Regions from separate parts of the Ovis aries genome. Here region 1 is linked to region 2. A link is a contact called in public Hi-C data. All regions are on one chromosome and are shown on one strand. Each heading gives the region's core, a stretch centred on a gene start, on an enhancer-like site or on the middle of the called end of the contact. The rest is flanking DNA. Distances are from core to core; before and after follow the strand shown.

The links. A called contact is a pair of places that touch in the nucleus more often than the background predicts.
Region 1: a Hi-C map of tail adipose tissue shows a contact between it and region 2, with 3 times the contacts expected there. The contact joins the enhancer-like site here to the promoter of LOC114114919 in region 2. A contact is called at or near these places in 6 of 16 Hi-C or Micro-C datasets (blood, hypothalamus, liver and 2 more).

The regions. Positions count from the first base shown.
Region 1 is chr5:13,300,819-13,304,043 of ARS-UI_Ramb_v3.0, forward strand. SMARCA4 (SWI/SNF related, matrix associated, actin dependent regulator of chromatin, subfamily a, member 4) reads left to right here. Exons shown (of 34, transcript XM_027969668.2): 16 at 1-40. Among named protein-coding and RNA genes, the nearest start is that of SMARCA4, 46 kb to the left of the region's middle. Within about 2 kb of position 1,648, at least 4 of the 54 cell types and tissues checked have an H3K27ac peak or open chromatin away from gene starts, as enhancers often do. A contact at or near this core is called in tail adipose tissue, where this site is marked.
Region 2 is chr5:13,213,839-13,216,960 of ARS-UI_Ramb_v3.0, forward strand. It overlaps LOC114114919 (GTPase HRas-like), which reads left to right and starts at 1,461. Exons shown (of 4, transcript XM_027970563.2): 1 at 1,461-1,722; 2 at 1,847-2,043; 3 at 2,146-2,204; 4 at 2,399-2,484. The coding sequence starts at 1,630. The coding sequence ends at 2,484.

The DNA of each region.
Region 1 (3,225 bases), core at 398-2,897, 87 kb after region 2:
AGCGTATCAACGGGCCCTTCCTCATCATAGTGCCCCTCTCGTGAGTGCCGCCCGAGCTCAGACACCCATGTGTTAGTTTGTCCGGGCCACCCTCGTGAAGGACCACAGCCTGGGTGGCCTTACCACAGGCCCTACTTCCCTGGAAGCCCGAGTTTGGGTCCAGGGTGTCTGCAGGCCTGGTTTCCCCGAGGCCTCTCTCCTAACCTTGCAGACAGGGCCTTCTCCCCATGTCTTTACTTCGCCTTCCCTCTGTGTGTCTGCACCCTCATTTCCTGTTCTTATAAGGAAGTCATATAGTCTTGGATTAGCGCTCACCCTAAGGACCTCATTTTTATTCATTACCTTTTTTTTTGTTTTCTAATATTTATTTACTTGGCTGAGTGAGGTCTTAGTTGTGGCACGCAGGATCTTTGTTGCAGCGTGCGGGCTTTTTGCTGTGGTTCACACCCCCAGTAGTTGGGGCACACGGGCTTCTCTCTAGTGCTCCCAGGCGCTAGAGCACAGGCTTAATAGCTGTGGCGCACAGGTCTAGCTGTTCCGCGGCGTGTGGGATTCTCCTGGATCAAGGATTGAACCTGTGTCTCCTGCATTGGCTGACGGACTCCTTGCCGCTGACCCAACAGGGAAGCCCTGCATCGGGTTGTAGTTGTGGCTGGCTCAGTAGTTGTGGAGCACGGGCTTAGTTGCCCTGCAGCATATGGGATCTTAGTTCCCCTACCAGGGATCAAACCCACATTCCCTGCCTCAAAAGGTGAATTCTTAACCACTGGACCACAGGGAAGTCCCTTCATGACTTCTTTAAAGATCCTATTTCCAAACATAGTTGGGCTCTGGGTATGAAGATGTCTGCATGTGAATTCTAGGGGGACCCACCCAGCGCACAGCTGCCTGTTTCTGGGTTCAAGGCACAGGGGTAGAGGAAGGGCAGGTTCTGGGGTGCCTGCCCATATAATCCCTGTTGGGGCAACTCTCATAGGCTGTCTTTGGTGTCCTCTTCAAGTCCTTCAACCAGCAGGTTCCGCTCCAGGTTGTCACGGGAGTCAGATAACCCCCCGCTAAAAGCATGGAGTTTTGGTGTTTGTTCAGGTGCTGTTTCCGCTTCCTGCTAGGGCTCTGAGCTATACCGGTTGCATCCCAGCCCAGTCCGGGCACCACAGATGCTCAGCTGTGGTGTCTGGTACCTGAATGGCATCCTGTGGAAGCGCTCACTTGCAATCTCTTGGTGGTACCAGCCTCTTCCTCCCCACAGACATGCTTCTGGGGCCGAGATTCCTTAGCTACTCCGGGGCTGCCTCTTCCTAGCTCTGCATATGACACACGATGGTTCTTCTGCCTGTAGGGTTTTTCCAGAAGTCCTGGGACTGGCTGTCCTTGACCTGGTTCCAGTCACATGTTAGGCGGCAGTCCAGCTGCGGGCCCAGGGGATGGTCTGCTCTGATGTGGCCAGGCCTGAGTGTGTGCACTCAGGCCTGGCTCAGAAGGGGAAGCCCTTGCCTTCGGCCCAGTGTGCAGTAGGGGCCACGTCAGCTGTCGAGGCGGGCAATGGGAAACCATGTCCTCATCCCCCAGCCCATGGGAACATACTTTCCTGCCTGGAAGATGGCCAGGCCTCCAGACGCCATGCACCCATGGCTGAGGGGCCTCAGGAGCCTCCACAGTTTACTGGGAGAAGTTGATTTCCCCCTTTGCTTTCTCTTGCTTATGGTGGTGTAAATCTTCTTGTCAGTGCCCGTGGCCCTCACCTGTGTACTGTCCACAGCTCTCCAAGGGCCCCTGTCCCCTCCCTTCTGTTTAGGTGGGACTTTATCTCCACCAGAATAGTTCTGTGTCTAGCGTGCTATGCGACAGACTGGGTTTGTCTTTTCTTGGCTGCACCTTGCTGTTTTCGGGATCATAGATGAGAAAGTAGATAGTCATAGAGCTTCTCAGTACCCTCAGCAATGAGAGCATGGAGTCCTAACCACTGGACTGCCAGGGAGGTCCCATGGTTTGTCTCTTTTTTGGCATACGTTTCTTTAAACTTTATTTTGTATGGGAGTATAGCCGATTAGCAATGTTGTGACGGTTTCAGGTAGACAGCAAAGGTGCTGAGCACATGACAAGCTGTTCAGCATCTCTAATAGCTGGAGAAATGCACGTCAAAACTACAGTGAAAAAAAAAAAACTACAGTGAGATACCAGTTGTTAATTTTCATTTTGAAAATTTTTTAAGACTTACAAACAACTGCAAAAGCAGCTTAAAAAGTTCCTGCACACCTTCTACCTGGCCTCCCAGAGCTCACATCACCTTAGGACAGTTTTAACACCAGGCTAGTAACAGCGCGGTGGTAAATCATCACTAACTGTTAGTGACTCCGGAGACACGGTTCAGATGTTGTCAGTTGAAGACCTTTTTCTGGTCCAGGGTCCCTCCCCTGCCTTTTGTTGTCGTGTGTTGTGATGTCTCCGTGACAGCTGCCCAGCTCGGCTTTGTTCTTCTTGACCTTCGTGAGCCTGAATCCCGGGCAGGTATTTGGTAGACCATCCCTCCTTAGGGCTCATGTGATGTGTCCTTCTTTCTGGAATTCTGGCAAGAACCTTCAGGAGGGGCTCTTGTGCCCTTCCTGAGGCTTCACATCAGAGGCCACAAGTCCAGGGCTCCACAACAGGAGAGCGTCACTTTGGTCTGTCCTTTTATCTTTTGGCCGGATGGTGCAGCACGAGGGATCTTAGTTCCCCGACCAAGGTTCAAACCCTTGCCCCTGCAATGGAAGCATGGAGTCATAACCGCTGGACCACCAGGGAATTCCCCGGTTTGTTCTCCTTTTGTGGTGCCTGCTGGTTTTCCCATGCAAACAAAAAAGTTTTCCTTTGTGATTTATAAGTATCCCATGGGAAGATACTGAGAAACTCTGTGACTATCCCATTTCTCATCATACTCTTCTCTGTAATTTCAACATCTATCAGAAACTCTCGCCTGAAATGATGATCCCCTGGAAAGTGCCCAGGCAAGGTTTTCTCTTTCCAGTGTTCCTTCCGCAGTCTTGGAATCCACTGCAAGGGAAAGCTGTCTCTTCTCCCCCGTGTGATAGTTTAATGGTTTAGTTCTTCATAGCAGCATAGGCTCATGGACTGTATCATTAAGGATTTTGCTGAAGAAAGAAAGTGAAAGTAAAGTCGCTCAGTCATGTCCAACTCTTTTCGACCCCATGGACTGTAGCCTACCAGGTTCCTCTGTCCATGGGA
Region 2 (3,122 bases), core at 211-2,710:
CAGGTGCTATCTTCTCGGGTTGCACAAGTGCTCTGGGTGCCCCCAAATGCAGGCCCTCGCGTGATCATGGTGATAGGCAGGATCTCCCACACACCAGATCCCCAAGGATCCCTCCAAAAACTTGGACATCTGGTGGCCGTCACCCACACCAGGAGAACCTGGGGTTCAGAATGTCACTGCCCACTGTCCCCACGAGGGCATCGCTTCTTTAAGCACCAAAAACTGGGGACACCCCAGATAGGGGCCTTTTCTTTCTCTTCTCTGCCCTGGCTCCCACACCTCCTTTGGGTCTTTTCCTGTGATAAGTTTCTGCTTCCTGGAGCCCTGGCCCCCACCTGTCTACCTCCTCACCTGCCTCACGTTCTCCAAAGTTCTTCTGGCAATGGGGCCTCACAGGTTTCCCTTTATTTTCTTTTACGTGGATTGTTTTCCTTGGAGCTAGCCCAAGTCTGCCAAGGCAGGGGTTCTGTCTGACCGTCACCCTGTGCCTGGAAAAACCCCTGGCACCAGTAGGTGCTCAGTGAACACTTTCCAAATGCACCAACGTGCCCAGGGGTGGGAGCGGGGGAGGGGGGGCCTGGAGCCGGTTGTCGGCTGTCAATCCTGTCCAGACACACTGCTGTGCCTGCCACTGTGGCAAGGTCTGTTCTCCAGAGGGTGCTGATAACCTTGGGTCCACAGTGCCTCCAGTTTCAGTTCTTTGCCTCCCCAGTAGCTTCTAATTCAAGTGCATGCTTGGGGGAATGTTCTCAACTGTCAGCCCTGCCTTTGAGGGGCTGGCTCTTCTCATTAAGTGTAGCTGGAGGTAGGACTCCCCTCACACCTCTGGGCTGGAGGTGCTGCAGGTGAGCGGCTGGGTCACCATTCATTTTTTCCCCTCATTTTGTTAAAAAATATTTTGTTGAGTTCTGCCCCTAGGCCACAGAAGCGGAGCCCAGAACCAAGGTCACCTCCGAAACTAACTGAGCCCCTTTGTAACCCTTGCCAAAAGCCCCCTGATCATCACGAACAAGCTTCCTGACTCCCAGTTAGACAAAGAGGCCCACTCTAATAAACACCCTACAGTGCCCCAACCAATCACCTAATGCCAACCTTCCATAGCAATTTTGTCCTGAGGCTATAAAAATTGGCTGTTAATGCATGAAAACTCTTGAGTCTCCCTGCTCTGTCAGGAGTTTGGCCTGCTGCGCCCTCTTCAGCTCTGCTCTTGGTTCTTAATCAACACCCTCCCTTATGAAATGCTCTGCACCTGGAAACTTTTCCAACCCATGCTCAGACTGCCTCAACGTATTTATTTCTTTGGCTGCGCTGAGTCTCAGCTGCAGCATGTTGCGTCTTCATCGCATTATGTTGGATCTTCCCTCGAGGCTTATCGGCTCAGTAGTTGTGGCGTGGGGCTTAGTTTCTCCAGAGCAAACCCTTGTCCCCTGCGTTGCAAGGCAGATTCTTAACCACTAGACCACCAGGGAAGCCCCTGGGCCGCCATTCTTGCTGCTATGCCTGGTTCAGAAGACAGGCCTGGGCCGAGCAGCCTGCCCCAGGAGCTCAGCGGGCGTGCGAGTAGGGTTTCCTCGGTCAGTGGGACAGGAAGCCCCTGCAGTGCCTGGTGTTGGGGCCCCTTGAGGAGTGATGACGGGGGATAAGCTCGTGGTGGTGGGCGCCATGGTGAGGAAGAGCGCCCTGACCATCCAGCTCATCGAGAACCACCCTGTGGACGACAATGCCGCCATGCAGGTGAGCCGACTTTTGTCCACAGCCTGGCTCCTGACAGGGGCTTGTCCTCCACTCGCTCTGCAGGAGGGGTCCCCTTGTCTAGGTCCTGGGGGCACAAGAGGAGCGAGGGAAGGTCCCCTCCTACGAAGGCTGGCTGCCTCTAAGCTCCTACTGGAAGCAAGTGGTCACTGATGGGGAGACCTGCCTACTGGACACAGCAGGCCAGGAGAGTCAGCGTCATGGAGACCAGTACATGAGCACCAGGGAGGGCTTTCCCCTGGGTGCTTGCATCAGCGATACTGAGTCCTTCAAGGGCATCCACCAGCCCTGGCGAGCTGACCACTGGCCTTCAGGGGCTTCCTGTCCTCTCTGTGGCCCCAAGTGCAGCCCAGCCCACAGGCTGCCCACTGGATCACGCCTTCCCCCTTGTAGGGAGCAGATCAAGTGGGTGAAGGCCTCAGATGGCATACCTGTGGTGCTGGTGGGAACAAGTGTGACCTGGTCATGGTTCCATGGAGTCTCAGCAGGCCAGAACCTCACCCAAAACTGCAGTGTTCCCTGCAGTGATGTGTTGGCCCAGATGCACCAGGTGGAAGCCCCCCTCCCTGCCCCCCATCCAGCCAGGGCCCTGTGCCACCCCCACTACCTGGGAACAGCACTCAGGGCCCCTTCTCCCTCCATCCAGGGCAGCTGCTCGACCTCTGGCTCCAGCTAAGGGAACCCCTGGAACCCACTGCGATTCCCGTGAACCAGCAGCCCCTCAAGCTGTGAGTCTCCCCAGGAGGCAGGGGCAGCGAGGGAGTCCAGGACCTTGGTCTGGGCTGGCACAGCTCCCAGGGGAGGTGGAGGTCCCCAGAGAGAGCTGCCCTGAGCCAAGCAGGAGCGGTGACCCTTTGGCCCTGGCCCATGTGCCCGCAGAGTGCCCCAAGGTCCCGGTCAGCTCTGACCCCACAGTGGGCAGTGGGAGGGCTGCTGAGGACATGTATTCCAGTAGGGTGCCCCTGGAGCCCGATACAAGCAGGACCCAGCTCCCCATTTGTGGGGTGAATGGGGAAGGATCTGGGATTCTGCTTGAGGCGGAGACAGTGTTCCCCTTGAGCCGGTGCCCTCTTCCACTGGTGCGTGAGATCCGGCAGCACGCCACCCGAGGAGGGGGCCCTAGGCTGCCTGAGCTCAGGTGCTGCTCCTGACAGGTGTGGAGGGGGCACGGAGGTGTCCAGTGTGATGTGGGAGGGGGTGTGTGAGGTGGGTGTGGGGAGGAGGAGGCAGGGAAGAAAGGAAGTGCCACTGGAGCCTGGCCAGCCCAGGTTGGTGGACAGAGTGACTGAACTGATGCTCCCTGCCCGCCAGCTGTTGCTCTCCTGGAGCCCAGCCCTGGCCCACCGGGCACAGGCTGAGTGGCAGTCAAT